Regions from separate parts of the Mus musculus genome. Here regions 1, 2, 3, 4, 5 and 6 are each linked to region 7. Evidence: chromatin contacts called from public Hi-C data. All regions are on one chromosome and are shown on one strand. Each heading gives the region's core, a stretch centred on a gene start, on an enhancer-like site or on the middle of the called end of the contact. The rest is flanking DNA. Distances are from core to core; before and after follow the strand shown.

What was found. Hi-C and Micro-C count contacts between places; a contact is called where the count stands out from the background.
Region 1: a Hi-C map of uterus shows a contact between it and region 7, with 3 times the contacts expected there. The contact joins two enhancer-like sites. A contact is called at or near these places in 1 of 39 promoter capture datasets (the SN4741 cell line), 1 of 484 Hi-C or Micro-C datasets (uterus) and 1 of 115 datasets of contacts at active chromatin or transcription factors (the SCID.adh cell line).
Region 2: a Hi-C map of uterus shows a contact between it and region 7, with 2.9 times the contacts expected there. The contact joins two enhancer-like sites. A contact is called at or near these places in 1 of 15 datasets of contacts at CTCF or cohesin (the NIH/3T3 cell line), 3 of 484 Hi-C or Micro-C datasets (nephron progenitors and uterus) and 1 of 115 datasets of contacts at active chromatin or transcription factors (acute myeloid leukemia).
Region 3: a Hi-C map of uterus shows a contact between it and region 7, with 7 times the contacts expected there. The contact joins two enhancer-like sites. A contact is called at or near these places in 5 of 484 Hi-C or Micro-C datasets (embryonic fibroblasts and uterus).
Region 4: a contact with region 7 is called in a Hi-C map of uterus, with 6 times the contacts expected there. The contact joins the promoter of Bnc2 here to the enhancer-like site in region 7. A contact is called at or near these places in 11 of 39 promoter capture datasets (the 3T3-L1 cell line, 3T3-L1-derived adipocytes, the HPC-7 cell line and 6 more), 9 of 484 Hi-C or Micro-C datasets (embryonic fibroblasts, muscle stem cells, uterus and 1 more), 3 of 115 datasets of contacts at active chromatin or transcription factors (the NIH/3T3 cell line, embryonic stem cells and fibro-adipogenic progenitors) and 1 of 9 other capture datasets (adipose tissue).
Region 5: a contact with region 7 is called in a Hi-C map of uterus, with 2.9 times the contacts expected there. The contact joins two enhancer-like sites. A contact is called at or near these places in 1 of 484 Hi-C or Micro-C datasets (uterus) and 1 of 115 datasets of contacts at active chromatin or transcription factors (the SCID.adh cell line).
Region 6: a contact with region 7 is called in a Hi-C map of uterus, with 2.0 times the contacts expected there. The contact joins the promoter of Cntln here to the enhancer-like site in region 7. A contact is called at or near these places in 4 of 39 promoter capture datasets (the 3T3-L1 cell line, embryonic stem cells, frontonasal cranial neural crest and 1 more), 1 of 484 Hi-C or Micro-C datasets (uterus) and 1 of 115 datasets of contacts at active chromatin or transcription factors (fibro-adipogenic progenitors).

What each region holds. Positions count from the first base shown.
Region 1 is chr4:84,036,230-84,040,412 of GRCm38.p6, forward strand. No RefSeq gene overlaps it. Among named protein-coding and RNA genes, the nearest start is that of 6030471H07Rik, 6.6 kb to the right of the region's middle. Within about 2 kb of position 1,527, at least 16 of the 459 cell types and tissues checked have an H3K27ac peak or open chromatin away from gene starts, as enhancers often do. A contact at or near this core is called in uterus, where this site is marked.
Region 2 is chr4:84,086,442-84,090,212 of GRCm38.p6, forward strand. All of the region lies in intron 1 of Gm33410 (a long non-coding RNA gene), which reads left to right. Among named protein-coding and RNA genes, the nearest start is that of Gm33480, 6.4 kb to the left of the region's middle. Within about 2 kb of position 1,985, at least 38 of the 459 cell types and tissues checked have an H3K27ac peak or open chromatin away from gene starts, as enhancers often do. A contact at or near this core is called in uterus, where this site is marked.
Region 3 is chr4:83,925,328-83,929,521 of GRCm38.p6, forward strand. No RefSeq gene overlaps it. Among named protein-coding and RNA genes, the nearest start is that of Gm11415, 39 kb to the left of the region's middle. Within about 2 kb of position 1,269, at least 15 of the 459 cell types and tissues checked have an H3K27ac peak or open chromatin away from gene starts, as enhancers often do. A contact at or near this core is called in uterus, where this site is marked.
Region 4 is chr4:84,672,766-84,677,038 of GRCm38.p6, forward strand. Bnc2 (basonuclin 2) reads right to left here and starts at 2,638. Exons shown (of 7, transcript NM_001369083.1): 1 at 2,210-2,638. The coding sequence starts at 2,212.
Region 5 is chr4:84,017,061-84,021,117 of GRCm38.p6, forward strand. No RefSeq gene overlaps it. Among named protein-coding and RNA genes, the nearest start is that of 6030471H07Rik, 26 kb to the right of the region's middle. Within about 2 kb of position 1,256, at least 34 of the 459 cell types and tissues checked have an H3K27ac peak or open chromatin away from gene starts, as enhancers often do. A contact at or near this core is called in uterus, where this site is marked.
Region 6 is chr4:84,882,107-84,886,289 of GRCm38.p6, forward strand. It overlaps Cntln (centlein, centrosomal protein), which reads left to right and starts at 2,203. Exons shown (of 26, transcript NM_175275.4): 1 at 2,203-2,718. The coding sequence starts at 2,359.
Region 7 is chr4:84,405,646-84,409,634 of GRCm38.p6, forward strand. All of the region lies in intron 4 of Bnc2 (basonuclin 2), which reads right to left. Among named protein-coding and RNA genes, the nearest start is that of Gm33597, 190 kb to the left of the region's middle. Within about 2 kb of position 2,111, at least 31 of the 459 cell types and tissues checked have an H3K27ac peak or open chromatin away from gene starts, as enhancers often do. A contact at or near this core is called in adipose tissue, muscle stem cells and uterus, where this site is marked.

The DNA of each region.
Region 1 (4,183 bases), core at 277-2,776, 370 kb before region 7:
GAAGTGAGCTGTCATTCCCCGTGACCATAGGAGAACACTTGACGGAACAGTCCCCTCTACCATGGGAAGTAGCTTCATGGGTAGCAATCCTAATCGCCCTTTGCAGTGGGTGAGCAGGGTAATGATGCTGTTTGCCAAGGGTCATGGGGAAGGGTGGTGCATGGGGGAATACGTGTACATTCATGGGAGAAAACACAGTCTCGGGGTTGTAAAATCGATGCCTTTCAAACCCACCCCCAACAGCTACAGCCCTCCCATCTAAGCCACTCATAACTTTACAACACATTCTCCTTTTGGGATAAAACTTTCCAAGTTCAGTGTCTGCTCCCCAGAGGCCAACTTTTTATGGGAATTTTGTGCTAAATCAGCAAAGCTGCATTCAAGTTGGAGAAATACAAGACACTTTCTCTCTGCCTGCTTGAAAGAGACGGTGAGCAGGGAGCCTCCCCCGAGATCGCTGTCTCGGGTTGACTCTTGTTTCTCAGCGTTCCAGGCTCGGATGTGATCAGACTGAAGATGAGAAACAGTTTTAGCACTGTCTGGATCAATGACAGAGCCAATAAATAGATATTGCCAGTGAATGGAGACAAACGTGAGAGGGCTAAGAGGAAGCAATGAACAGGGAGATATTATGACAGGAAAATAATGGCCAAGAACTTCTTTGATTCTCGGGAAAACCAAAATAATTTTCAGACTTAAATAGGAAAACATTCTTCTAGAATACAAACCTCTGTGTCCAGACAGGAAATCTTGTTGCTAACATCTATGGACTACACGCCAAGAGACAGATACCACACAAAGGCACTGGCGTTTTGTCTCCTTATTGTCACACATGGCTGACATAAGTAACTGTCCCATTTTACAGACGTGCAAGCAGAGGTATGTTTATTCATTCAGGCAATTGCTACTTTTTTTCCAGAAAATAAGACCACAATGGCCCTTCCCTAGGAACAGCACACCCTCAAAAGTCAGGGCAAAGGCTAAGGGCAAACAAATTGGCAGAAAAGAAAATAGAACAGGTCTGAGATGGAATTGCGTGGGCAGGGAAGGTCTTCCTGGAAAGGTGAGTTCTAAGCAAAGCTCTGGGGAGGCAAATCCTTTATGCATTTGGGGGTGAATGGGGAGAACAAGGTATCTGTGTCAGAGACAAAGGAAGGGCAGATGACAAAACAGAGTTGAAGATCCAGTCAAGGGCAAGGTCATGGAGCTCGTGAGTCTTAAAAGGGCTTTAGAACGTTTACTCTAACTGTAGAAGCAAGGCACGGACGGGTCCATCACTAGGCACAACTCCAGCTGCTGTAACCATAGAGTGAAAGGGAATTCTAGTTCTCTCCAAGGGATCATCCAGAGGTGCTATAAACAGAGTCAAGAGAGTGGCTCTGCCCATCCTTCCCTGGTGTGATGGTGAATGATGACCCATCGTCAGTGAGAGAGGAGGAGGAAAGCTCCTCCTTCATTCTGTGCAAGGCCAAATACTGTACACGTTACTCTTCTTTATGTCCCAAGTGCTCCATCCCTGTCACATGTCCACACCAACCGCAGTAGGGGTTGCAAAACAGAGTCAGCTATTAGTCATCAACCAGATAAAAGCCTGCAGTCTGGTTTTAAAGGAAGAAAGGGTGACAGAAACCTGGGTATAACTAGGCCCCTGCCTCAGAAGCCTTTGAGTGGGGGAGCAAAACAATCTGACATAATGTGTTAAAGAGGGTCCCACATAAAAATCCCAGTGCTTTTAATAATCCTGGCATCCGGAAAGGTTAAGGTGAGAGGGACAGGAGTGGTGGGGATAAAATTGGCATGTGTTAAAGGTAAAGGTAGGGAGGTTTGCCTGTAGATTAAAAAAGGAGACATAGGAGAGAGAACAGGTCTCAGGAATGCCTTTTCAGATGATGAAAAGAAAAACTGACTTGCCATCCGAGCATGGGGAGAATTCGATAAAGGCAGACCTAGGAATGAACTTAAGAGCCAGCTTTTCGTATATGGAGTATGAGATTCTGGCCACACGTTCAGATAGAAGTTTCTAGAAGGAAGCTGGAATTGGACACTTCACCAGAAGAGGAGGGCTCCAGAGCTGTCACAACTGGAAGTGCTGGTGTTGATATGCTAATTACATAGAGCCTTAATGAACTTGGGTCATTCCTGGTGTGGATAAGATGACAAAACCCATTCATCTGTGACAATGTCTCTGCTTTCTCCCCTAGGCCACATAGGCTGTGGCTCTCTCTCACTTAGGAACTTCTGGTGTGTTCTTGCAAGTCCACCAGTCATTAATCTCTTCTTCCTCTTAGTCTGTACCATTTCAACTTTAAGATGTGACTTAATCACCTTGGTAGATGTGAAGGTCTTGGTGTGGCCCTCCCTAAGATACTCCATATTGTGTAAAACAGCATTTTTTTCACACTGTTCCTTGCTCTGAGATGTTCCATTTTATTCACGAATCACATTTCACTCCATTTTGAGAATGAGGGATAACTCTAAACCTTGGTGGAAATGTGGTAACACCATCTTCTGTTTGGTGCCATTTACTAGGCACAGACTGATAAATAGCTTAGTCTTAACAACAATAAGGTAACACCAAAGTAAATTGGGGATATATGATGTAAGATATAATATATGGAATATATTAATTTTGAATTAGGAAAACCAGGCTGAAGAAATCAGACAACCCAGACAAAGAAAAGGTACAGCTTTCCTACCTAGGTCCTTTAAAGAGGAGGACACCTCATACTGAGATGGTGGTGGTCCCACTGTCCTAATACTGTTATGGTGGTGGCCCAGTGTCCTAAGACTGTGATGGTGGTGTCCCACTGTCCTAATGCTCTGATGATGATGGTCCCACTGTCCTGTCATGTTTACCACTCAGTGTGAACATCAAGGCATCAATAGGCAGAGAACTCCCATGTGTCTCAGGGATTGGGCTTGACTCAATACCAGTCTAATTCCATCTACTGACATTATCATCCCTCTGGTCACCTGTTTAACTGTCCAGAAATGACCCCATCCACCTGCCCATTCATTTTTCTGGAATAGGCCTACTCTTCATCTCCCCAGCCTCCACCATACTTCACGTCTACAATCTGACCTAGCAGCAGTACCAGCAGCAGGAGGACCAGCAGCAGCAGCAGCAGCAGCAGCAGCAGCAGCAGCAGCAGCAGCATCTTCATCTGATCTCCAGCCTGGCTTCAGTCTCTTACTCCAGCAGAGACACGGAATGTTATTCAGCTTCCTCACTCCTAGGCTTCTTTGAAACTTCATGAACTCTGCGGTGGCCTCTTTAACCTTCTGTATCCATTCTGTAACCTATGTGTGTACACTTACCGAGATTTATTTACAACATGATGCATAATGTGTGATCTGAGAGTCAATATTAGTGATTGAGATTGGAATAAAAGAACTTATGTTTGCCTCAGCCAGGCTATCAAGAAAAGTGGAACTACTTGGCAAATAGCTGCCCATGAAACCACCATACTCCGTGAATTTATTGTTATTCAATAAAGCCTGTCGTCATGGAAAGATGCAGACATGTTTATCTATGCTTCCAGCACAGCGTACTTATGACACCAGAGAAAGGCAACAAAGTAGATTTCAATATGGGAGAGAGGCTGTGCAAAATAAGGGGCCTCCTAGGGGCCGAACACCCCAAAAGATGTCCTTGAGAATAGGACATGAAAACACAGCGAGCCCAAAACAAAACGAGATGAAGAAGGCAGTTGTGTGTCACAGAGCAGTGAGCTATGGGGGCTGAGGGCAGGTGGCAGGGGCTGGCGGGAGCTGAGGCTGGCAGGGGCTGGCAGGGGCTTGGTGGGGGTGTGGTGGGGGCTGAAAATGGCTAGGCTGGTAGAAGCTGGCAGGGACTGGCAGGGGCGTGGTGACTGAGGCATGGTGGGGGCTGGCCTGGCTGGAGGGAAATGGAAACAATGCAGGAGGTGGTGGTTGTGTCCCACTGACCTAATACTGTGATGGTAGTGTCCTGTCATATTTACCACTCAGTGTGAACGACCGGAGGTTGTTCAGGAAGCTTGGGACCAAGTTTTCCAATGCAGACAAGAGAGGGCACAGAGGTTGTTTCGTGGCTCTGTTTGGTTGTGTGAAGTGGCTATTTACAGTGCAGCCTTTTTACAACAACTCTTTACAGAGCCCAGAGTAGCACTGTGTGACTTTCACTAAGGCTTCTTATTGTTAG
Region 2 (3,771 bases), core at 735-3,234, 320 kb before region 7:
TCTTTGCACATAACCTTGAGTGAGACCTTGTACATCAGATACTTCATCCAGAGCTCTGTTTCTGGACTTTCAGGTCTGCGCCATGAGTCCAGGTGTCTCTGATTGTACTCTGCATTGCCTTAAGGACCGTTGAACTTTGAACTTTCTGCTTTCCTTTGCTTAGGTTTTGTCTAGACTGTGTTTTATCTTTTGCAGTTCCATATAAAGTTTAGAATTAGCTTGATAATTTTCACAAATTAGAAAAAAAAGGAAAGAAGAAACGAAGTGAAGAGGGGGATACAGAGGAAGGGAGGAGAGGAACAAGCTAGAATGTTTATGGGTATTACTCTGAAGCAATAGATCAATTCGAAAATCATTAATATTTCTACAATATATGTTTTCCCAATCCCACTTACGTGGTAAATTGCTTAAGTCTTGGGAAAACAATAAACAAAAAACACTCTCTGTAAGGTTTGCATATTCAGATATTAGGTTCATAAATCTTGCTAAATGTATTTATACTATTATTTCATTTTAAAATACTATTAAAATGCTATCAAGTTTGAGGTATTCTTTTCTAATATTGCCACAACTAGATAATTGATTTTTAATTATGAAGATATACTGTTTTATCAAATATTTTCTTTATTTATATTTTGAGATGGTTATGATTTTTTCTTTATCCTGTTACTCTGATGAATTCTGTTGACTGATTTCTATGTTAAACCAACCTTGCATGTCTGAAGTAGAGTTGCTTTGTGATATTTGATCCTTTAAGTGTATCTATACATCAGAATTTTATTTCTGTGACAATGTTGGGTGCTTCGGCGATTGCATAGTATTGAGACGACCAAGTGAGCTGCCCAGCCAGGTATAATTCAGGGGCCGAGTGCATGCGGAAGCTCCCGGATTTCAGATCATACCGAAACCTAAAGCCCCATGCCACACTTATATTTAGGAGATGGAGAATTCAATCAGAACTGACCGCAAATCAGACCAAAGGGGAAAATCTATAGTTTGAAACTAATTTTCCTTCAAAAGGGAACAGAGAAGATGAATCACCAGCACTGGGTTATAATGTTGGGAGGCTCTGAAGGCCAAAATGGTGAACTGTAATTATCATTTATAATGTATATTCATAATCATATTGCTTCTAGAACATCTTCATTATCTTTCACTTTTGAAATGATTGTTGTTCCCAACAGACTGGAGAATCCACTTTTATTAGGCCCAGATCATCAATCCAAACCTTTTAAGGTAAGAGTGTTGCTACCTCAGAAGCCAAGGAGACATTTCCTAGCTGGAAAGTGAGCACTCCGTAGTCATTAGCCTCCTGGACCTGTGAGCCAACCCGGCTGCCACTGAAGTTACACTGGCCTCAAATTAACCTGCTCCATTTGTCCACGAATCTTGTCCCTCCTTCTACAGACTAAGTTCTCCACGGCCTTGACAAGCCTTGTTTTATACCAGAGCTAAGTTTCTGGGGGACGGCATGTCGAAATTGAATTTGGTTTCTACAGTTTTATTTGTAATGGAGCCTGTGTTTAAAAGAAAGCCATACTCAATACTTTAAAAGGCAAGTATCCATCGTCTCATCTAACTGGTGTCAGAAATCCTCACTTGCAAAGCGGTAATACCTTTCGTTTATTATTATGGTAGCATCATAAAGCGGACCTTCTTCTCACCTCCTGCACTCCCTGACTGCAGGATTCTTCGGGCAACGCTGATCTCCTCAAGCCTCACAGAGGCCTCCCTTTCCACTCTGTCTGTCATCTTCTCTCCGTCTCAGTGTTTCCTGACTCTGCCTTTGAGCTCCCCCGGTCTCCCAGTTCTGCCTCCCATGGTTGCTCCTCTGTACGATCCATGCCCTTTACTGTTGCGGTGGCCCACGCGCACTGACCTGTTTATGTTAAGACTCTTTGGGATCCTCAGGGACAGCTCACCAGTGACCAGGGGCAGAGCAGCTGTATCAACTCAGCTTGGGGAAGCTCAAGTATCCAGTGATCTTGGCTGCGTGGAGTTTGAAATTAAGCCCAGCATATTACTCACGGCAAAACTCGGGGCCAGCCAAGTTAAATAGAGCACTCCCCGAAACATTCGCAGACTGATTAGAGAAGGAAGCTCCGACTGAAGAGCTCCTATTTTGTGCCTGCTTCTTATTTTTTTAAACAACATGCTCTCTGCAAGCAAGATGGAGAAAGTGGAAACCTCAAAGAATGATATTTATTAATTTAAAATGTTTCGGCCTGTGAACATATGCCAGGTCCCTTTAACTTGATAACAATGGCCACAATTCAATCAAGCTCTTCCTCTCTTTAGAAAGGGCACTGAGTGCTTTGTAAGTAAGCACTGTTGCATTTAATCTTCATGTGAACTGCGCTGTAAGTAGGACTACTCTTCCCATCTGCAGGTGGGCAAGGAGAGGCCCAGAGAAAGCCCAGGACACACTTCTAAGTGATGGAGTTAGAATGTGCTTTCACCTTCTTAGCTGCTCTCATGTGGGTGCAAGTGCCCGGGAACACCTTAAGAGAAGCCGTGGCATTACCCCATGCCTCTGATGGGAAGATGGTTTTTGTTTGGAAGAACTTTGAAGGCCAGGAGTTCAGCAAGCTGGAACACACACCCTACTGAATCAGGCAGGGCTTAATTTGGCAGATTATTTTCTGACCAGAAGGAGATGCTTGCCTTGGAGGAAGAAAGGGGATCATTTAATGGACTTACAGAAAATATTAGTACTCTGTGTGTGTGTCTGTCTTTCTCTCTCTCTCTGTGTCTCTGTCTGTGTTTTTGTCTCTCTCTGTCTCTCTGTCTCTGTCTGTCTGTCTGTCTGTCTCTGTCTGTCTCTGTCTCTGTCTCTGTCTCTGTCTCTGTCTCTGTCTCTGTCTCTCTCTCTCCAGAACACTTGACCTCTTCCCAGGTCATGGATCATTCTCTCTGTTGGCCTTTCTACCTGGGATTGTTCTGGGAATCCTGAAGCTAAGTCCTTGGTCATCCATTTTACCAGACCTGTTCTATCATTTGATCGGGTATCACCGGCACCCTCTGCCGCTGAACATCCACATAGACATGTTTATCGGTGCACTGAGAATCGGTGTACTGAGAATCCTGCTTCTAACAAAGCCCTGGGAATTCCATTGTTTTCCATGCTGAAAGTTTTCATTTGAAAAATAGACCTCTTTGTTTAACTAATGAAAAGGAGGGGTTACTGCTCACTTCTCACGCTGGGTAAGAATTCCACGGGGCAGTAATTCTATTTCTCAGTGGAAAATGTTTCGGTTTCTTAATATTGTTTTGCAGGCTGGTCTCTTCCCAGCCCTTACTCCAAGGACCACACATAAACACATGTACACCCTCATGCATGCACAGTGAAGCATTTTCCACCCTTCCCTGTTGAGGGTTAGGGATGGTCACATCCTTTTTCCAACACCTGCAGAACAAAAATGAGGTGGGTCAAGAGCTGTCACCCAGCCAGAGACATCCTGCTTATTTGGGAACACAATGCCTTTCCCAGCCACATTCTAGCCCCAGAGGCTGGGTGGGCTGCAGAGGAAGGACACTGGACTCCAAACCTCCCTCGTATACACCTCTGTGTCGAGCAATTTTCTCATCAAATGGAAGGGGTGGTTTATAACAGTCCCTCCTCATGTTAGTATAAAGTGGTGACAAACACGGTGCTATCACCTTTGAATGTACTGTGTGGTCAATGTGCTGGTGAGTGGTCTAGACCACACAAAGCAAATCAGAATATGGCCCCAGAAGGCAACTCAGTAGAAGGAGAAAACTCACACACAC
Region 3 (4,194 bases), core at 19-2,518, 480 kb before region 7:
GACTCTGTGACCTTCACTCTTACCCATCCAGGACTCAGGGAGGGGAGATCTGAGCCTGGGAATACTGCTGACTCTTAGGTAACTCAGCTACGATTTTTTTCCCTCTTCTGCTTTTTAAATTAGTGTGAGCTAGCACGGCCTTAAGATTTGGTGCCTAGCTGAGACAGCAGAAAGTCACATGCATTAGTTAGGACACAGGCTAAACTGCTGTCCTGAAGACACTGAGAAATGCCACCTTGGAGATGAGATTGTTTATTCCTCTGTGGAGAGCATTTCCTGGCAGGCCTGCGGCACCTGGCAGGTAGGTGGCACTGCTCCATAAAGCCAGCAGACTTTCTTCCATTTTGCTCCATCAGCCCAGAGTGCTTATCTGAGGGTGCTTTTCACATCTGTATCCAGCCTGTGCAAGGGAAGGACAAACGGCTACTTTCTTTTATAACATCTGACCTAGAATGTGCACACATCACTTTCGCTGCTTGGAAATTGGTCACTTGGCCACTCTGGCACTGAGCAGCATGGGAACTGGGAAGTACTATTTCCAGCTGGACACCATTTTCTTCCTTCTTGGGTGTGCATGTACTTCTGAGGGTGTGTGAGAGAGTCGTTTTACCATCAGAAAGATTAGACTAGATGACAGAAGGAAATGGGCGGTATCTGCCATATTTTCCCAATCATAGGTCATTTGATACATGTGAGGGACACTGGACCCTCTCAAAACCTCTTTGTACCTCTGAGAACCTCTTGAAACCTCAACATCTCACCATCAAGAGAATTGTATAGCAGAAGTGTTGGGAGTAACAACCAAGATAAAGAGAGCAGGCCCGAGAGGCAGCCGTGAGCTCTTTGCTCTGCAACCCTTCCTCTGCATAGCCCAGAACCCCTGTTGGCACACACAGTCCGTGCAGACCATGGGTACAGAGCTGGAGGTAGCCAGCAGTTGGCCCAATTCTGCCTTTGGCTGCTGTTCCTGGAGTCCCCTTTCCTCCTCCTGCACCTCCCTCGTGGAGGAATTCTGTAGATTGATGACCTGTCACCTAGAAGATGGAGACAGACCCCAAATCCTGTGTTCTTAAAGGAGAGAATTAACGAGGCCTCCGAGTTGTCTTGGTGCCTGTTTCAGAATGGCCCGTGGCTGAGAGAGCCAGTGTCTGCGGGGCTTCGGGCGGTCAAGCTGCCCTGAATGTGACCTGTCAGGGGTTGTTTGTGATCTTTGTGCCCAGTGATGCAGGTCACAGGCAGTGTTCCTCCCAAGGATCTGATTGTTTGCAGTTGTGAAGTGCAGGAGCTTGGATCTGTCCGAGCAGAGGGTTAAATCATGGAGTGTTTTACAAGAGCGGCTATAGGGAATGCCGTGTTTTCTCCTTATATGGTTATTTTTCTCAGTCCAAAATCCCAGGGTGTATTTTACGTGGTTGAAATACACAAATGGAGTCACAGTCTTAGCCAAACATGCTATGTGGCTTTAAAATTAACAAGCCTCCCTCTACTTCTGTACCCTAAACACACCCTGGAGCAGCAGTTTCTGTTGAGACTGAGGAAAAGAAAGACTCTTGCCTTTTTAGCCACCAACAATATTTGCCTGGGATGAGCTTCTCTAATCCCACTGCTGCCTTCTGCATGAGGATATTTTTTCTGTGCAAGCGTCGGTGGGTCAAATCAAAGTGTCGCAGTTTTTTTTTTTTTTTTCCATTTTTTATTAGGTATTTAACTCATTTACATTTCCAATGCTATACCAAAAGTCCCCCATATCCACCCACCCCCACTCCCCTGCCCACCCACTCCCCCTTTTTGGCCCTGGTATTCCCCTGTACTGGGGCATATAAAGTTTGCAAGTCCAATGGGCCTCTCTTTCCAGTGATGGCCGACTAGGCCATCTTTTGATATATATGCAGCTAGAGTCAAGAGCTCCGGGGTACTGGTTAGCTCATAATGTTGTTCCACCTATAGGGTTGCAGATCCCTTTAGCTCCTTGGCTACTTTCTCTAGCACCTCCATTGGGAGCCCTATGATCCATCCATTAGCTGACTGTGAGCATCCACTTCTGTGTTTGCTGGGCCCCGGCATAGTCTCACAAGAGACAGCTACATCTGCGTCCTTTCAATAAAATCTTGCTAGTGTATGCAATGGTGTCAGCGTTTGGATGCTGATTATGGGGTGGATCCCTGGCTATGGCAGTCTCTACATGGTCCATCCTTTCATCTCAGCTCCAAACTCCGTCTCTGTAACTCCTTCCATGGGTGTTTTGTTCCCAAATCTAAGGAGGGGCATAGTGTCCACACTTCAGTCTTCATTCTCCTTGAGTTTCATGTGTTTAGCAAATTATATCTTATATCTTGGGTATCCTAGGTTTGGGGCTAATATCCACTTATCAGTGAATACATATTGTGTGAGTTTCTTTGTGAATGTGTTACCTCACTCAGGATGATGCCCTCCAGGTCCATCCATTTGGCTAGGAATTTCATAAATTCATTCTTTTTAATAGCTGAGTAGTACTCCATTGTGTAGATGTACCACATTTTCTGTATCCATTCCTCTGTTGAGGGGCATCTAGGTTCTTTCCAGCTTCTGGCTATTATAAATAAGGCTGCTATGAACATAGTGGAGCATGTGTCCTTCTTACCTGTTGGGGCATCTTCTGGATATATGCCCAGGAGAGGTATTGCTGGATCCTCCGGTAGTACTATGTCCAGTTTTCTGAGGAACCGCCAGACTGATTTCCAGAGTGGTTGTACAAGCCTGCACTCCCACCAACAATGGAGGAGTGTTCCTCTTTCTCCACATCCTCGCCAGCATCTGCTGTCTGGTCACTTGATCTTCGACAAGGGAGCTAAAACCATCCAGTGGAAGAAAGACAGCATTTTCAACAATTGGTGCTGGCACAACTGGTTGTTATCGTGTAGAAGAATGCGAATCGATCCATACTTATCTCCTTGTACTAAGGTCAAATCTAAGTGGATCAAGGAACTTCACATAAAACCAGAGACACTGAAACTTATAGAGGAGAAAGTGGGGAAAAGCCTTGAAGATATGGGCACAGGGGAAAAATTCCTGAACAGAACAGCAATGGCTTGTGCTGTAAGATCGAGAATCGACAAATGGGACCTAATGAAACTCCAAAGTTTCTGCAAGGCAAAAGACACCGTCAATAAGACAAAAAGACCACCAACAGATTGGGAAAGGATCTTTACCTATCCTAAATCAGATAGGGGACTAATATCCAACATATATAAAGAACTCAAGAAGGTGGACTTCAGAAAATCAAATAACCCCATTAAAAAATGGGGCTCAGAACTGAACAAAGAATTCTCACCTGAGGAATACCGAATGGCAGAGAAGCACTTGAAAAAATGTTCAACATCCTTAATCATCAGGGAAATGCAAATCAAAACAACCCTGAGATTCCACCTCACACCAGTCAGAATGGCTAAGATCAAAAGTGTCGCAGTTTTAATGAGTGGGTTCTGTGTGAGCGGCCAGCTTTGAGGCACACAGGTAGAATGGAGCGCAAACATCAAAATGCTAGGGGAGATGCGGAGTCCTTCCTCAGCAGATACTGGTAGGGTCAGGAGGAGGCACAAAGTGAGTGACCACTGGGCTTGCCACAGGTGTGAAGAGGAAGGGGGCTGTTGGGGTGCACACTGTACCGTTCAGGGCAGTTTGTGGGCGACGTGAGGAGATTGTGCCAGTTGAATTTTGCCAACTAGGTCAGGGAGAACAGGGAGGTGTTCTTGGTGGAATGAGAAAATCTTCAGGGGGGGGAAAATGCATAAATAAGCCATCTAAGATACTTTAGAAGATAGCAAAAAACCCCCGTGTCTAGAAATAAGTGGAAGAGAAGGAGCGTTATGGAGATATCAGGCTAAGGGACAGGGTAACTTTAGTGCATATCATTTAAGCCCAGAAAGCTAGGCTTGACTTAACTAAGTAGGATGAAGTTTGGCTTTTAAAATGAAAATGGCTGCTTCTCCTCCTCTTCCTGTTTCTTCTCTTTTTTGTTGTTTTATCAAACAGGGTCTCATGTAGTCCATCTAGTTTAGAACTTACTATGTAGTTGAGGCTGGCAGTGAACCGACCCTTCCACTTTTATGTCTCAACTCCTAGGAGTACAGACTTGGGCTAATATGCTCAGCCTCAAAAATGACTTCTTAGTTGAGGTCTAAGCCAGTCAAATACCAAGACTTGTCTCAAACAAAA
Region 4 (4,273 bases), core at 1,388-3,887, 270 kb after region 7:
ACTTGAAAATTCAAACTGTAACACTTACATTTTAATATAGCAACAGTCAGCCCTGCTTTTGTCTGCTCCTTTCTGTAATCACATATTCCTGCCTGACAGATAACTTACGTCTCAGGCAGAAAAGGAAGAATCAGGTATTAGCAATGCACTATTGCTATTAATATTTCCTCAATATTTTCAAAAATCACATGAGGTTAGTTTTTACCCAAAGTTTTTACATGCAAACCCAACTGAATATTCTCAGTGGATGGGGGGGGGGGTGTCAGGGCATTTCAGACATGCCTCCAGAAAGATCTTCTATACAAAGTTCAGATTCAGGTTTGCTAGTCCTTCCCTCAGGTGAAGATATTCCTATGCTTTGGTAAAGTAATTAGCAATCTGGATTTTAAATCCACTGCTCTCTGGGAACAGAAAGAGTACCTACAACTCAGAACTTCATTAAAACTGAACAAGTTTAAAGGAAACGGCTACAAATATCATATAAAGTACAGAGCCTTTAAGGGCTCACAAAGGATTCTCGTGTGCATGATTCCAAAGAGTAAAAGGAAGTTCTCTCAAACTTAGACAAGGATTGGTACTAGAGGAAAACTTCCGAGCAGAAATACTTAGTGTCAGAAATAAAGTCCACCTAAAGCATGTGTGTCTGGGCATGAAACCACCTAAACAGGCAGAATACAAAACAGCGGGAGACAAATGGACTCAGCCACCGCTCAGTGATTAGTATATGGGAATAGATCTGTAGACAAATAGTAATACTAGCCAGGGGAAGAAAAGGCGTGCAACTGGCTTTAATAATGTTCTGTAAAATGCCGTTACAAGAAACTCTCCAGCTCTAAGGAGATATATTTCATACTTTGTTTTGATCCCTCCATTAACACAGGATCCAACAACTACAAATGTTCACGAAGTACATAAAAATTAATAAAACAGGCCACTTTCTGCCACTTTAATCCTGGATACACAGGATTATTTTATGATGTCTTTTGTACATCAGTTTTACAACAGCTTGACTCTAGGGTAAATGGGAAGCATCATAAATCGCACGCTGCTTTCAAAACCTCTTTAATTTCTGTCAGCATTACTGTAACCGCAGTCCTGGGTGCATTTTGTATGTGTGTATGTCTGCATTTGACAGTACCATCTCCTACATTCCAGTTGTGACTTTGATCTCTGAAACAAGAGATGTCACATCAGGGGGAAGGGAAGAGGAAAAAAAAATGTCAACCTGCTATCACCCCGTTTCTTATACATCCCATGTACATAGGGCCCACTTTGTATCAGAGCCCCCAAGTGGGGCTAACAACAGCGACACTGGGTGGTAGGGAACTCCAAGAAAAAAAGAGTGGTCAAGCCCCATTTCTAACAAATGACTTCCCGAAAGCAGACAGTGAGGCTCATCACTGGGTGAACTAATTGCCTGCTTCCTCGCTGCAGAGAAGCCGTCCCTTCCAGGGACTGGGCTGGAGTCCCCCTGCGCTGTGCCATCCCTTTTCCACCACCACTTGGCACTTACAAGTTTTGTTTTGTTTTAATCTTCGCCTCATCCCACGGGAGATTCCGTCTAGTTTTGTCCTGAGCTCCACCACTACTGTATATATATATATATGTTTTTAAATTCTGCCCCCCTTTCAGGTCTCAAATCCCACCGTCCAGTCGGCGTGTAAGCGCAGTGGGCCGGCTGCTTCAGAACCGCACTTCGGGAAAGCACACACGTGTCTGTCTAGCGGGATTTGACTGGCCGCGTCCGCGTCCTCCGCAGCCGCGCGGGCATCGCTGCGGTCCCCACGCGGGCCGCGGGCCGCGCCCCGGCACCCATGCCCAGCCGCCGCTCAGGGCTCTCAACAGGCCGGCAAGTTGGGAAAGTTGCCGCGGGTCCCGGCAGCCCCGTGCATCCCGGGTCCCCGTGTCCCGCGCCCTCCCCGAGGGCTCCCCGGTCCCCAGAGTCCCCGACTGGCCGCCGCTCACCTAAGGCGCGGGGAGCCCTCGCTCCCGTCCGCCTGCCCGCCCGCTCGCCCTCCCGCAGCCGCCTCGAGAACTTGGGGCCAAGTTGGGGGAGTGGGGGGTGGATTTCGGGAGCGCCGCCGGCTGCCCGCCTCCTCACGCCGCGGCGCTAGAGGAGAACGCGGCCCGCCGCGGCCCCGGGGCGTCCCGCCCGGGTCTGTCCCTACCAAGTGCAGACGCAAGCGGAGAGGAGGTGGAAACTTCTTACCATCTCGGCATGCTGGTTGTCAAGTGCAGCCCCCGCCTCTTGGTCTCCTCTTAGCGGCCGCGCCTGGACCAGCCCCTCGGCCGCCTCAGCTCGCCGCTCGGCCTGCTCCCTCCCCCGCCCGGCCGCTCCGGGCCGCGCTCGCCGCCCGCGCCACTCCCCACCCGCCCGCGCGCGCCCTCGCCGCGGCCCCTCGGCGCTCAGGTGACTGATTTACACCCGCGCCCAGGGTCGCGCTCGCTCCCTCGAGCCGGCGCTCCGAGTTGTCCCGCTCCTCCCCGGGCAGAGGGAGAAAAGAAAAAAAGGGAACGGACTGTCCGGGAGGGGGGCTGCTGGCGAGGCGGGGTGCGCGCGGCGGCGCGGGGGGGACCGGTGGCCGCGCCGGCACAAGTTTCTGCTCCCGGCGCAACTGTCCGGACTAGGGTGTTCGCCGCCTGTTTTGTTGTTGTCCTCAAGCTTTTCTAGGGGCTTCGGGGAGGATGTCTAGCCCTCCCCCACCCCCACCTCGCTAGACACACACCCCCTCTTCCGTGGATGGAAAAACAACTTTGGCGCCCCCCGGGGGGTGCGGGCGTGGAAGTGGAGGTGGCGGCCAGCGCCCAGCTGTCAACAAGGGGGAAAAATGCGAGGAGCCGGGAGGGGAGAGGGAAGGCTGCGAGCCGCCGCCGAGCACCGGGCGCGAACTTTATTCCGACTGCGGCGCAGCGCCTCCGCTCCGGGCTTCTCCCACTCTCGGTCTGCTCGGCCCGGCTCTGGTCTGCCTTGGGCGGCGCCGGAGTGAAGGCAGGGGAAGCCCGGGGACCGTGACGCGCCCGGGGACCCGGGGCAGAAAGTTGCGCACAGCTAGGGGCGAAAAGTTTCTGGGAGCGGCGGCTTTGGTGCCGGCCCAGACGGCGGCTTGCGGCCAGGGCTTCCTTCCCCTTCTAGGTCTGGGCCTGGAGCTGCAGCTGGCGGGGGAGAGGAAGGAGACTGCCACCCTAGCGGGCGCCCGCGACGGACACCAGTCACACGTGTGGGGTGACACTCAGACGACCCGAGTTGCCCTGCTTTAAGACACGGGTTGCCGGCGGCAGGCTCGGCACGCAGCCGCCAGCGGTTGAAGGACACTTCTTAAATGGAAGCAAAACACAGTCGGGCTGCAAGATTCGGGGGGGAGGGGGGAGACTTAATCATCCTCATCTTTCTAATGTACACCGTGTGCCAAAACCGTCTCCGCCTCGTGCAGATTTATCATCGCTAGAGCAAACTTTTTGCTTATCTGTCTCGGGAGGAAAGCACAGGTTTCTAGCACACTCTTGAGCTCTAAGAAATCAGAGAATCCTGCGGAAGATTTGGTTGGCTGAAAACAGGTTTGATTACTGTTTCTTCCTGAAAAGAGTAACTCGTCCCTCCTTCCATTCTCTCTTTCCCCAAGCAGAGGGAGAAGCCTCATAATTTCATTCAGAGGTCAGAATTAAATTCCTCCGAAAATATGTAGACTTGGAATTTAGGACACACTCACACACATACACACACCGTCATAAGTTTAATGTATATTCACAATGGTTAAGCTTAATTTTTTTTTCAGGATCCATGGCTGACTAGATCCCAAGTAGCAACAGCTGGCCTGAGAATGTGAGTTAGCTTATCCACGTGGATCCAGCCTTTTTTTTTTTTTCTTTTTTTTTTAAACATTAGGGCCACCAGCACCTGCAGTTCCTTGTACTAGTTGGGTTCAAATTCCTGACTCCTCCTAGGCCCATGCAAAGCAGATTGGTAGTCACTTCAGAATCTGTCGATTCTATGCAGGAAACACTATAGACTTTAGGCACATGTTTATCTCTTAAATTTTCTAATGAGTGACAGTTGCTGTGGGACAAATTACGGGTTAGGTATCTAACCGTTATCCAATATGTTTAAATGCATGTTATCAAAGTAGGCTCATCGTCAAATGATTTGATTAAGGTGTGGAGCATATTCTCTTGTTCTCTAAGCAGAACTATGACGTCATTCTGTAGCAACTGATTACCCGAGAGATAATGGTGACCAAATGTTCATTCTGAGGTCCTAGGAGCCTCACAAGCAGCT
Region 5 (4,057 bases), core at 6-2,505, 390 kb before region 7:
CTGGGCGGCTGCTTCCTGGCGACCCCTCCTGGCTGTGCACCCTGGCGGTTCCCAGCTGACTAGGGATGTGGCTACAGCAGTTTCCCAGTGATGAGTGGCTACCAAATTGTCACAAACACACAGTCCCCTTGTGGTGAGTGTTTCATTGTCATAGGACCTGGCTTAGTCCCCCAGCTGTCCTGGGTGCATAGTCATTGTCAGGATAGAGTTCTTCAGAGAATCCCTGCTCTGCCCTGAACAGTAGCAGCTTGTACACAATGAAGCCATCTCCCAGGGAGCAGCAGATGGACAGATTTCAGCCCAGACTACCCTGAGAATGTGGTACACACCACAGAACAGGCCTTCTTTGGCAGGGAGATCGGTTTCCCTTCCTGGGAAACCAGCAGCCCTCAGACCCCTTGCTACCCTGGCCTCTGTCATGGGAAGCCATCAAAGCTTACAGACAGGCTTTGGAGAAGGATGGAACTGGATATAGATTTTGGCTCTTCCATTTACCAGCAATCTTACCTAATCCATGAGCCTGCAAACCTCAACTTCCTTATCTCTAAGTGCAGAGAATTGTGGTGGCTACCTGTATTAGCCAGGGTAAGCAATACCAGCAAGCACCAGCAAACCTAAGTCTCATTGTCTCATGGTGAGGAAGGCGTATTTCTCTTTCACACAGAGTTAATGAAGGGGATTTGATCAACAGCTCTCCTGGGGTAGTCCTGCACAAGGAGCAATTTCTCCTAGTGTGTATACTTGCCACCTTCTGGAGACCTGGGGTCTATATTTTCTGCCTTAAATGTGGGCTGGGGGTGGAGAGGGACTTTGAAAACCAATCCAGAATAGTAGCTGTCAGTCCCTCTGCTCGCAAGATGTGAAGAACTCTAAGTGAATGATGAAAAATTGTCCCCAAATATTTTGGCAACCTAAAATTGGCCCCAACGGGAGTATTTACACCACAGACATTGGCAGTTGTACTGTGAGAGGCAGGGGAAAGAAGACCGTGCTTCATTTCTGACCCACAGAAGTCATCAGTGGAAGCTGTGGAAGTACAGCGACTCTTCTGGGATTCCGAGTCAGCCCTGGCAGCCTTAGAGGCTGGGAAGTCACAGTAAGCCCCCTTGTCCCTGGTGGGAGACAGGGAGTCTCACATCCTGGACACCACAGTGACATCGTCCGCGGAAATCAGAGGCACTCTCCTCTGGCTCTCCCTAATCTTCCTTAAGCTCGCCTGCACTTTTGAAATTCTTCCCAGCTGTACTTGGGTCCAGAATGGAGGGCTTTGTGGAGCTGTGAGAACTTGACTCTAAGAGACTCTCCCTCACAGGAGTCCCATGTAGAGGAGCTGGCTGGCGCCTGACGCCATTAATCCTCTCACACAGCACGCACCCACCCACCTACATGCCCAGTTTCCTAATATTTACACATCTGACTCTTGCCATTTCCTTTTCTGGGGCCTCTGGGAACTGTTAACAGGGTTTTCCTGAAATGTGGAATTTGCAGGGAAAGGTAGATGGGCCCAGAGTGGCCCAGGCCCAAGTGGTATTTGGGAGGATGTGACAGAATTTGCTACTGGAACCTCTGGTTTTCATACCCACAGCAGTTATTTGTCACTTCTCCCTTTCTTAGAACCAGAACAAAGGCTCTGCTGCTCCAGCCTAGATCCCTGTGCATTACAGGAGTGGGCTGGCAGCGGGCAGAGTTCACCTCGCTCGTCATCCCAGTGGAGGAAGGGCACGGTTCAGTGAATCTTTGTTTGTTTTTACAAACTTGGTGGGACCACCTCCACACCACCACCATCACCACCACCACCACCCAATTTGCAATCAGAACCTTCCCCAGATTCTGGAACGTAGCCCCACTCGGCCACAAGTTCTAAACAGCAGTGGCTGAATGGTGCAGTCTGAAATGATGTCAACGGCTTGTGCAGGAGCCAAGGAAAATATGTGGAGGCCCTCGGCGGCTTCATCCCCACGCTTGTAGCAATGCAGCTGTGAGCCTTAAGTTTTCCTTCTGAAGAGACCACAGTGCATCTGGAAGGATTCAGAGCCAGCTCTGCCTGTCACACCTCTGGATGTCCTCCCCTGCCCTCCACCCTCCTTGAAGAACCAATTTTTAAAAGCAGGTCCAAAAGAGACATGGACCACGAAATGTAGCTAGAACCAGTGGTATTCATCAAGTATTTGAGTAAGAGCTTAGCTCCCATGGTGGTAGGCATGGGGAGGGAAGAACAGACAGACCAAAATGCTAGGGGTGTCAGAGAGGGAATTCCATAGCCACAGGGCTCTGGGACCAGAGGGCTTCTACCACTTAAGCCCGCAGGCTCTTGTCTTCTGACTCACAGAGGTGACTCCATTCCACTTTGTGCCTTCAAGGAGCCAGGGCTTGAGTTGCCAACAATCATCCTTCCAAAACTCCACTTGATCCCATCCATGGGAATGCAGTCAGAGGGAGAGAGAGCCTCCCATCACTCCTGCCCATGGCTGCAGAGCTCAGGGATCCCACGGATCCAGTTCATCCCACGGCAGGCTCTGTGATGGTGTGGCCATGTCCGTGGTCAGGAACTCTGCTTTAGAACCGGAAGTGCACAGATAAAGCCCCAGGGGGAGTCTTAAGCACCCCTGTACTGCAATTTATGGGTCAAATGACAAGTCGGTGGAAGGAGTATTATTTTTCTGAGTCTAGCAGAGGAGCCTGGAGAGGGAGCAGCTAAGCATAGCCGCCCCTTAGCCAGCACTGCCGCCTCCTCCTCATCTTCCTCCTCCTTCTGTTTTTCCTTCCTAAAGCCTTTTCTCCCTTGACCCTCTTGAAACTCTTCCAGCCAAGTGAATCTGGGGAAGGAAGGGTCTGTGCATCCTGACAACACGGTGGGACACAGGGCCTCTCCTCCTCCACATTGACCTCTGGGCTGGGCTGGGTGCAACCGGCCATTACTGACACTTGGCTTTCATTTTATGATTGTGTTTATAGAGAAAACATACTTTAGAAAAAGAACTCTCCCATGGCCGCCAGCCATACCACTTTGTGGATTGCAGGAGCCAAGTAAGGCGGGGTCTGCTTGCTAGGGATAGCAGAGCCCACCCAAGGGGACCTGGATGCTCTGAAAAAGTGAACTGCTGACTTCCAACCCCCGACTTCCCTCGTAGGAATCACCTTGTGACGAGATGAGATATCAGGTAAGCAGAGAAGAGGTGAAACTGCACCAAAGTCCCAAAACAGTGCACATTTGTGTCCCTTCTCCTTCATGGCGAATAAAAACAAAATACTCTCCTAGCCTGCAGCTTCAAGGCATGCAACCAAGAGATGCTCCTCAGATTCTGTGAGCATACTTATCACTGTGCTTCTAGGCACTGTGTTGATGCTTTGTGGTTCCCCCGCCACACACACAATTCTTAAAGCAAGCAAGTAAGAAAAGTTCCATCTTTAAGGTTTGGTTCAGAGAAGCAACTTGCCCAAGGTCACAAAATAGAGGCAATGCTTGAGGCTGCTGAACTTCAAAGTGAGTGAAAGATCTTTGCAAGAAAACAAGAAAACCCAATACCTTCTATCCCTTGTCCTTTTTTTTGAGGGTGTGTTTGTTTCAAAGGACCAAACACTAGTGCTAGGTTCTCAGGTGTCCCGAGGATTTAGTGAGGCTTTTTCCTCTCCTCAGTCATTAACCTCTGTGACTCTGTAAAGAACCCCTGATGTGACTGAGCAAAAGCTGTGTACAGTGTACAGAACAGTAGTAGTCCTTTGGCAGAAGGTCTTTCAAATGCTCCTTCTGGAATTGTTGAAATATCAGTCAGGGGTGGAGCTGGCTTCCAGCACAGAATGCGGCCTCCCAGGAGTGGCCTTCCCACCCAGCTAACTACATCTTTCAGTCTCTCCCACCTACACTGCATGGTAGGTCCTCAGGGCTCAGGAGGCTGAGTTCACACAGCTGTGGAGCTTGGGGACACACCCAGGAGGAAGCAAAGGTCACACACTCAGATCTGAGGAATGAGGCTAAGAGGGGGAAGCATGGAGGATGGGTGCCCACCCAGAGAGGAAGGGAGAAATGAACAACCAAGATGACTATATGACTATATGA
Region 6 (4,183 bases), core at 953-3,452, 480 kb after region 7:
AGATACAGATTCAAGATATTACCCTTTGGGAGACTCTATCTATCCATCTATCTATCCATCTTGTATCTATTATCCTATCTATCTATCTATCTATCTATCCATCCATCTTGTATCTATTATCCTATCTATCTATCTATCTATCTATCTATCTATCCATCTTGTATCTATTATCCTATCTATCTATCTATCTATCTATCCATCTTGTATCTGTTATCCTATCTATCTATCTATCTATCTATCTATCTATCCATCTTGTATCTATTATCCTATCTATCTATCTATCTATCTATCCATCTTGTATCTATTATCCTATCTATCTATCTATCTATCTATCCATCCATTGTATCTGTTATCCTATGTATATTTATAATACTTCTATCATCTATCACCTATCAATTGATCGATTGAGATATTGCATCAAACACACTAGAAATCATAATAGAAAATATTACATTGCTTTTCCAAAGACTCTAGGGTTAAATGAAGAAATAAGCAATGACCAGTAGGAGGCACTCACATGTATTTCAGGCTATACCAGTGAATTCCCAGTGTTAAACCCAGTAAAATACCATATATTCTTGGAATGCAATGCTTTGTTTCAAATTACTGTTGAGATGAAAGGCATTGTTTTTTGAATTAAATGGATTTAAACTCTAGCTTCTCTAATATAGTATCAGACATGGAGTGTCATGAAATTTACAATGACCTCTGAAGTCTCAGTTTCTAGTACAATGCGGATGACATCTAATTCGATATAAGTGAATTTAATTTGAAAACTATTATTGGACTCAGCAAATGTTAGATGTTCAACACGATAGTTCTTTGTAGGACAAGTTTATATGTACTTTTCCTTTTTTATTTCTATGGGTACCTATGTGTGTGGAGACCTGAGGTCCTGCGTCTCCTTCAATCATTCCCCATCTCAGTTTTTGAGACAGAGACTCTTAATGATCTTGGAGCTTGCAGATTTGGCTAGAGTAGCTGACCAGCAAGTCACAGGATCTGGCCTCTGTCTCCTAAATTCTGGGATTACAGGTCTGCCAACATCATGGCAGCCGGCTTTGGAAAACACACGTGGGCTCTGAGGGATTGAATTCATGATTTCACGGCAAGCACTGCATGGGCTGAGCCATCATGGCCCCGAGCCCTACATGCACTGGAAACATGTAATTCTCTAATACACTTTGCAGTGTTGGAAGGATGACCAGAGGCAGTCTTCGGGCATGCCGACTCAGTACAGGCAAAAATGGTTTGAAAATGGTAACTTCACGGTGGGACTCTCAATCCCTACTTCAAATCTCTTCCAAGAATTCTGTAAACTTTTCCTAGAAAACAAAACAAACAAACAAACAAACACCCCCCCCCCAACAAACCAGCAACAACAAAAAAGTAATTCTATCTTTCTGTGAAACTCAGCTCAGCGTGCGCGCGTTCACTAAGTTTAGCACTCTGGAGGAAGTGTCTTAAGGGCAAAGAAAGGTTATTGTGTTTTTGAAGTTTATAGCAAAGCAAGTGAGAAAAGACCAGAGACTAAAAAAGTGAGTCAGTCTCATTTCTTTCATCAGACTCCATTGCTGACTTTAGTTCGGTCCAAGGACACCAAGCCGTTGGGCCTTGTAGGACAAAGTTGCTCTGATATCCAGCCAAGGGATAAAGAAATTGACATAAAGACTCAAAGGAAACCATGACTCTTGCAAAACAAAAGACAAAGGGTGTAGGAAGGATCATAATTCAAGTGGGAAGCCTGCTCGATAGTCCCAGCTCAGCACAAGGCTTTCCGCGTCTCCTTGACTTCAGTCGGTTAGATGTCAGCCGCACGTAAGGCAGCGTTGCCAAGGGGTGTGAAGAAAACACTTAACTCTAAAACCTATTCCCTGATCCTCAAGGAGCTTACAACAGCGTTGGAGAGATTAGCGGGGTAACTAACACTTGAGGGCGGTCAATGAAACGTGAAAAACGAGTTGGCAGAAGCCTTGGAGGAGGAAAGAATTCACAGTTCTGGATCACTGGGGGCTGGGGGCTTGTCAGGAAGGCTTTAAGACGAGGGATGTAAAGTAGGCCCTCGGCGGAGCTAGGGCGTTAGGAGGGCGGGAAAGTCAGGCACTTCGGACTCGGGACAGTGGAGGCGCCAGCAATGAACTTGCTGGTCGAGCCTCCGCCGGCCCGGCGCGCATGCGCAGATCAGCTCAGCCGCCCGCGCTCGGAGCTGGGCCCGCGGCAAGCCCACTAGGAACCGCGATCGCCGGACCAGGCGGGAAAAGCTCCGCGCATGCGTAGGACGGCAGGCCAGGCTCCCCAGGATGGGGAAGGGAAGGTGGAGTTTTCAAGCGGGAACTTGACCCGTTAGGCGCCGCGGCCATGGCGGCGCGCTCGCCGTCTTCCTCGCCGCCTCCGCCCCCGGTGCGGCGGTCCAGCCGGCGGTCCCTGCGCGTCGGGCGCGGAGCCGAAGTGCACGCTGTGCGCAGCGAGGCCTCGGGTCTGGCGGGCGCCGCGAGGGAGGTCGTCGCGGATAAAAGCGACTTACTTTGGAGGGGCGAAGAAGGGTCAGGGGGACGGCGAGGGTCGGGGCGGGCCGGGGCCGCTGTCGCTCCTGTCGCCAGCGCGCCCGCGGGTTCCTGGTGGCCAGAGGGCCTCTCCTCGGAGGAGGCGAAGGCGACGCGATCGCAGCTGCTGGAGGAAGAGCTGAGCAGCCTAAAGGAGGAGCTGGCCCTGTGTCAGGTATCAGGACTGGCCGCCGGCCTTCCTGTCCACGGCCCCGGCCGGGGGCAGCGCCGCCCATCACCGCCGCCCGAGCTCATGCTCGCGGCCCGGGGCACCTAGTGAACCCTCCCGGGACGCGCCCTCCAGGCTCCACGCCCTGCCTCTGCCCACTGTCTGGGCTGCAGGCTCTGTCCCGCTGCAGACCCGGGTTTCGATTTTAATAGGATGCTCTCCAGAGGCTCCTTCCTCAAAGCCCAAGTTCCTGGTGCTGTCTAGTGATACCCAGTGCCCACGAGTGGAGTGCATTCGTGAATTGAAATAAACAGGACCGTGTCAGAAAAATAAAATCCACTGATGGAAATTGCCCGTTTTTAAACTTCAGACCCACACTTAACCCTTGTTCTTACCTTGTTAAACTTAAGTTCCAAACACAACCACAGTTTTTAGAAAGCCCTGGGAACGGGACTACAACCTTAGGATGCTACGTATTCATTTATTAACTTCCAGTGATCCCATAGTGAAGTACTTTCATGTGAGTGTGCCAGAGGAAAGCAGTTGTTAGAGCAGTCATCTCACATTACTTCCCAGATTAGTTTGAGGGTTTGGGGATGGTGAGCTTGCCTGTCCTTCAGTGCAGAGTATTTATTTATTTATTTATTTAGTTAGTTTATTGGTTTTGCCTTCTCACCACCATCTCCTTAGATTTGGCTCTAACCACATATAGGGTTAGGAAATAAAAATGTTGAGAATTCATTCAGTTAATTACAAGTCTTTAAGGGAAAAAAATCGCTGTATTTAAGAGACACTAATTAGGAACCGCCAACACCAGAGACAGCATCAACAGAGCAGCATTATCACGTTAGATTAGTAAAACCTTGAAACTCTCTTACGGTTCTGTTGGGTTCTCTTGCTCCGTTTTATAGGTCTTTTCTGTAAAGACAAGAGAATCGTGTGTAACTTGAATACATCATTGGTTAAGCAGATTGGGGAGCAATGATCAGACTGCACCCCTTTCAGTTACTCATTTTCTATTGGCTGGCAAAACAGCAAAAGGATGTCTATAGGTCAGGGATGAACTAAGGCATTTTGTCCTCTGTAAACCTCGCCCTTGGGGAATTTAAAGATGTGTGCTCATGCTAAAGGCTTTGCTAAAGTAACAATCAATGGCCCTGCCCACATATTCTATACTGTCTCTCTACTCCCATATTTATAACCTTAAAGATGAAAATGTCCAGTATGGTACTGGCCTTGGTGATTTTGGGCACTCCTGGACTAGGAAATGATTGCAATACTTGAGGCAGATGTAAGAAATAGAAATGGTCCTGATTAGCTTAGAATGGCAATTCTTGAAATTTGATAATATTAGGAGATGATCAGAGACATTTCAGTAATAGATTCCAAGAAAGGAGGTTGGCAGTATCAAGATTATAGCCAAATCATTTTCTTGTCATAGGGAGACTAAGGGGAAATAACTAAACTAGTT
Region 7 (3,989 bases), core at 861-3,360:
TTCTTCAACAGCCAGGCCTAGAATTGCCTTCACACTTGTTGGCCTACTAAATCGAAGGCCAGATAAACTGTCCTTTAAGGTAGACAGGTTTGAGACCCCATGTTTACCGTCACCAATTCATCATCAACAAGTCAGGAAAGCCGAAAGGTCAACGTGGGGATTCCATTTCTACTAGAGAGCCAAAAAGGAGACCATGAGAGAGCTACTGGACCTCTTACCAGCAACAACACCCACCCCCCCCCCCCCCCCCCGCTTATCATATCATCTGCTCGGGGATTCACTTTCTAGCACACAGTAATCTGCTTTGGGATGATCTGAAGAAGGCAAGTACTTAGGAAAGAATGGGATGCAAAAACAGTATTTCAGGACCCTCAGCATACAGCATACAGGTCAGAATTCTCTGTGAGAGTACTCTTCTCTGATCACAGTTCCATAGAGGAGTAGAGGGAGGTTGGAGGAAGTCAGCCATTATGGTCCAGTAGAGAGAGAATGGTGGGGAGCATCAGCACAGAATGCTTAGGAACCAGTCCTTACAACCTGGGGGAAGATGCTAGTTTATGTGAATAGTGCATCCGATAAAAGGAGAGGAACGGAGGGTGTTTCATTTATCACCCCTTCAATTTGTGTTCCGCTTAACATGGTGAACTCTAGTTAATTAAGATGTTCCTATAAACAATTAAGCTTCCTGTAGGATCGTTAGCAAGATATAAAAATTTATGATGTAATAAAATGCAATAAAATGATAAAGTAGTGAGCCTATCAAAGTATTCACACGCAGAAGGAGAGGTGTGAAGATAAGCAAGGGCAGCTCTTCCTCAGTTTAATCTCTTTGGTTTTCAACACATAATGCACTGCTCTCTACTTCTCAAAAACCGGGAAGCTCTAGTGAGACTTCACAGTGGTCTGGGATAAAGTTGTCTGGAGTAACTTTGTCTCTGCTTCTGTTCAAATGAGGCCCACACAGCTGCCCTAGAGTTCTTGGACGAGGAGACTGCCCCTGAAGAGCTCTGGGCCTCACAGCCAAGATAAACCGGTACAAAACTCCACTCTGAAGCACACCCCCTTCCACACTGCACTTTGAAAGACTCTGTTTTTGTCTCTGAGATGGGGTCTCAAGTATTCCAGGCTGTGCTCAAACTCACCATGAAGCTGAGAATGACCATGAATGGCTGATTCTCCTGCCTCTACCTCCCAAGGGCTAAAACTCTTAGACAGTCTCATGACTGTTCATGTTTAGAATTACCGCATTGACTACATAGGATTTGAGCTAAAATGCTTATGCCAGAACATTAGGGTAACTCCCCACTCATTTTATCTTCCTTCAAGCCACTGTGATATTTAGGCGCATTCCTATTATTATTTGAATTTGCACATAAAAGAACCAGAACACAGGAAATACATTAGTCTGCCTACAGCTATCTTTTAACTAGTCAACTTTGATATATCTGTTATTTTGATTCAGTAATTAAAACAACTAACACTTCACCAGGCTTTTACTATGTACAAATCATATAGATATCTTCACAGAAAAAAAAAATGAGAAAAACTTAATTAAATAACCTGGAAATGGTTCCAACAGTCAGAGCTAGAACAAGCTGCAAGCTCCTTATTCAACAGCTGTCCCTTTAACTCTCTCTCTAGCATCCTCCCTTTAACTGATGTAGAGCTTTGTCACAGTCTGAGAAAGAGAGTTCTGAAAACGTCAGTTTCACCCAGGAAGCCCCTGACCAGTAAATCAGCACTGACAGTACTTAGGACACAAGATCTTGCAACACTCATCCTGCATCACGTGACAACATATCTGAGAAGCTAGCAGGCAGATGGCCCAGGACTTTGAAAAGGAGGCACTGTTTGAACGATGCTAAAAGAAAATTGAAGGAGTTTAAAGCAACATGCAGAAGGTGGGTAGGCTGAGAAAGCAAGGGAACCCGCAGCTGAGGGATGCGATGAGAGAGCAGCCAGAGCCATTAATCAAGCACAGGCCTTTACATCAGGATGTCCTCCCTTTATGGCTTATCAGCTCCAATCAGGGAGGAGAGGAGAGAGGCAGGAGAGGGCACTGTGCCCCCAGGTCAAGCAACAGTCTCCTGTGCCAGGCAGGAAATGGCTTTGTTTTCACTCAAGTGAAGCAAGTACAGAAATGTTCAAGGACTTTCCTCATGGAGACAGCAGAACAGAATGCCGGGACAGCAAAAGCTGGTTCCTCTAAGGAAAGGATCTGAGGCTAGGCACAGCCAGGTTCTGGAACACTGTAACAATCTAGAAGCATTTTCTTAAATGGCCAACCTTCCACCTTTGGTCAGACTATCATCACTGCACTATGCTAAGAAGCACCCAGCCTAGTAGTGTGCTGTTACAGTTCACCAAGTCCTAAACACCTGCTAAAAATGTTCTTCCAAAGTACAATTGCTGACAGACCTTCTCCATGTCAGTTAGAGTAAGGCCAGAGCTGTGCTGTGGGTGAATATGTGAGAACATTATCTTCCTGTAACAAAGGAAAGTCCGGTTTTCTTCTCAGTGTGCTATGTATCCTGGGAAGTCTATACATGATTCCAGACAGTGCTGTCAAGTCTCTCAGAATGAACAGGAGAGCACAGACACTTCAGACATTTTATTGCTGAGGATGGGAGACTTTCCAATGTGAAGAAGAAAACTGGCTGAGGAAGATGAGCCACAGCTACGGAGACACAAGATAGGTAGGGGCTGATGGCAAACTCCTTTCATAGATATTTACATAAATTGTAAGCTTAACACAGACTGAGACAAATAATAAAGACATTTGACCTCTCATATGGAAGTATTGACTTTGATCTGTCCTGTTCAAGTCTTTATAAGGCACCATGTCTACAATAAACTTGTGGAATTTGTAAACAGAATTCCAAGAGCGCCTGATTCAAAATGTAAGACAAACATAACCAAGAGTTTTGATTATAGAATGCCTTGGATCCTAGGTTAAAATTTCATTTTACATACTGAGTCTTAATAGAAACTTAATTGACATTTATGAGTTTAGTAAATAAAAACAGGAAATCCAGCAACATCTATGTGATGTACACTTACATTAAAAAAAACTACAACTTTTTTTTGGTGGATATTTTATACTTTCCATTTAAGTAAGGGCCTCTAGTCTACGAAGACCTATTAAGTAAAAGGGGAGAATGCAAACTTAATGAGACTGAGAACAAAAATCACTTTCTGCTGATTATACAAGATTTAGAAGTAGGGCTGGAGAGGTGGATCAGCAGGTAACTACACACACTACTCTTGCAGAGGACCCAAGTTTCATTCCCAGCTCCCACGTAGGAAGGCTCATAACTGCCTGTAATTCCAACTTGGGGAGATCCAGTGTCCTGTTTTGGCTTCCACAAGCACCGGAACTCATAGTCTTCCACTCCAACTGCAATAGTGTGTGTGTGTGTGTGTGTGTGTGTGTGTGAGATGTATGCACACACATATTCTTTTAAAATTAAATCTTTACAAGAAATGCTGTAAACAGTGACCTATATAAGCAATAAGGCTCGCAGCATAGTAAATCATAAAGTAGGATGGTAAATGACTCTAACTTAACTCTACTGTCCTTGCATTTCATGTGTCACAGGATCCAAAGTCCACGGGAAAATGCTTTATGTCGTATATATGTTTAATATGCTATTAAGTGATGGATAGTCCAGATGATGCAAACCTGTTTATTTTTACACTGAAAGAGCTAAGAGGTATAGATAAAACATGGGTATGGAAAAAAAATCAGGTTTGATGAAGCACTAAGTCAAGTAACAATGTGGGATTATATTTCCCTAAATAACTGCAAGCAAGGAAAGGAAATCACACTTATAGAACATACTGAAGAAAAGCTCCCAAAGCCCCAGCGTAACAGCAGTCTTTCTTACAGGGTGGCATCGGCCAAAGGAATGACACTCATCTTCCTGCAGATCACCTGGAAGCCAATGACAACTTTAGCATTCACTAGCTTGGTGGCAGGTACTTCCTTC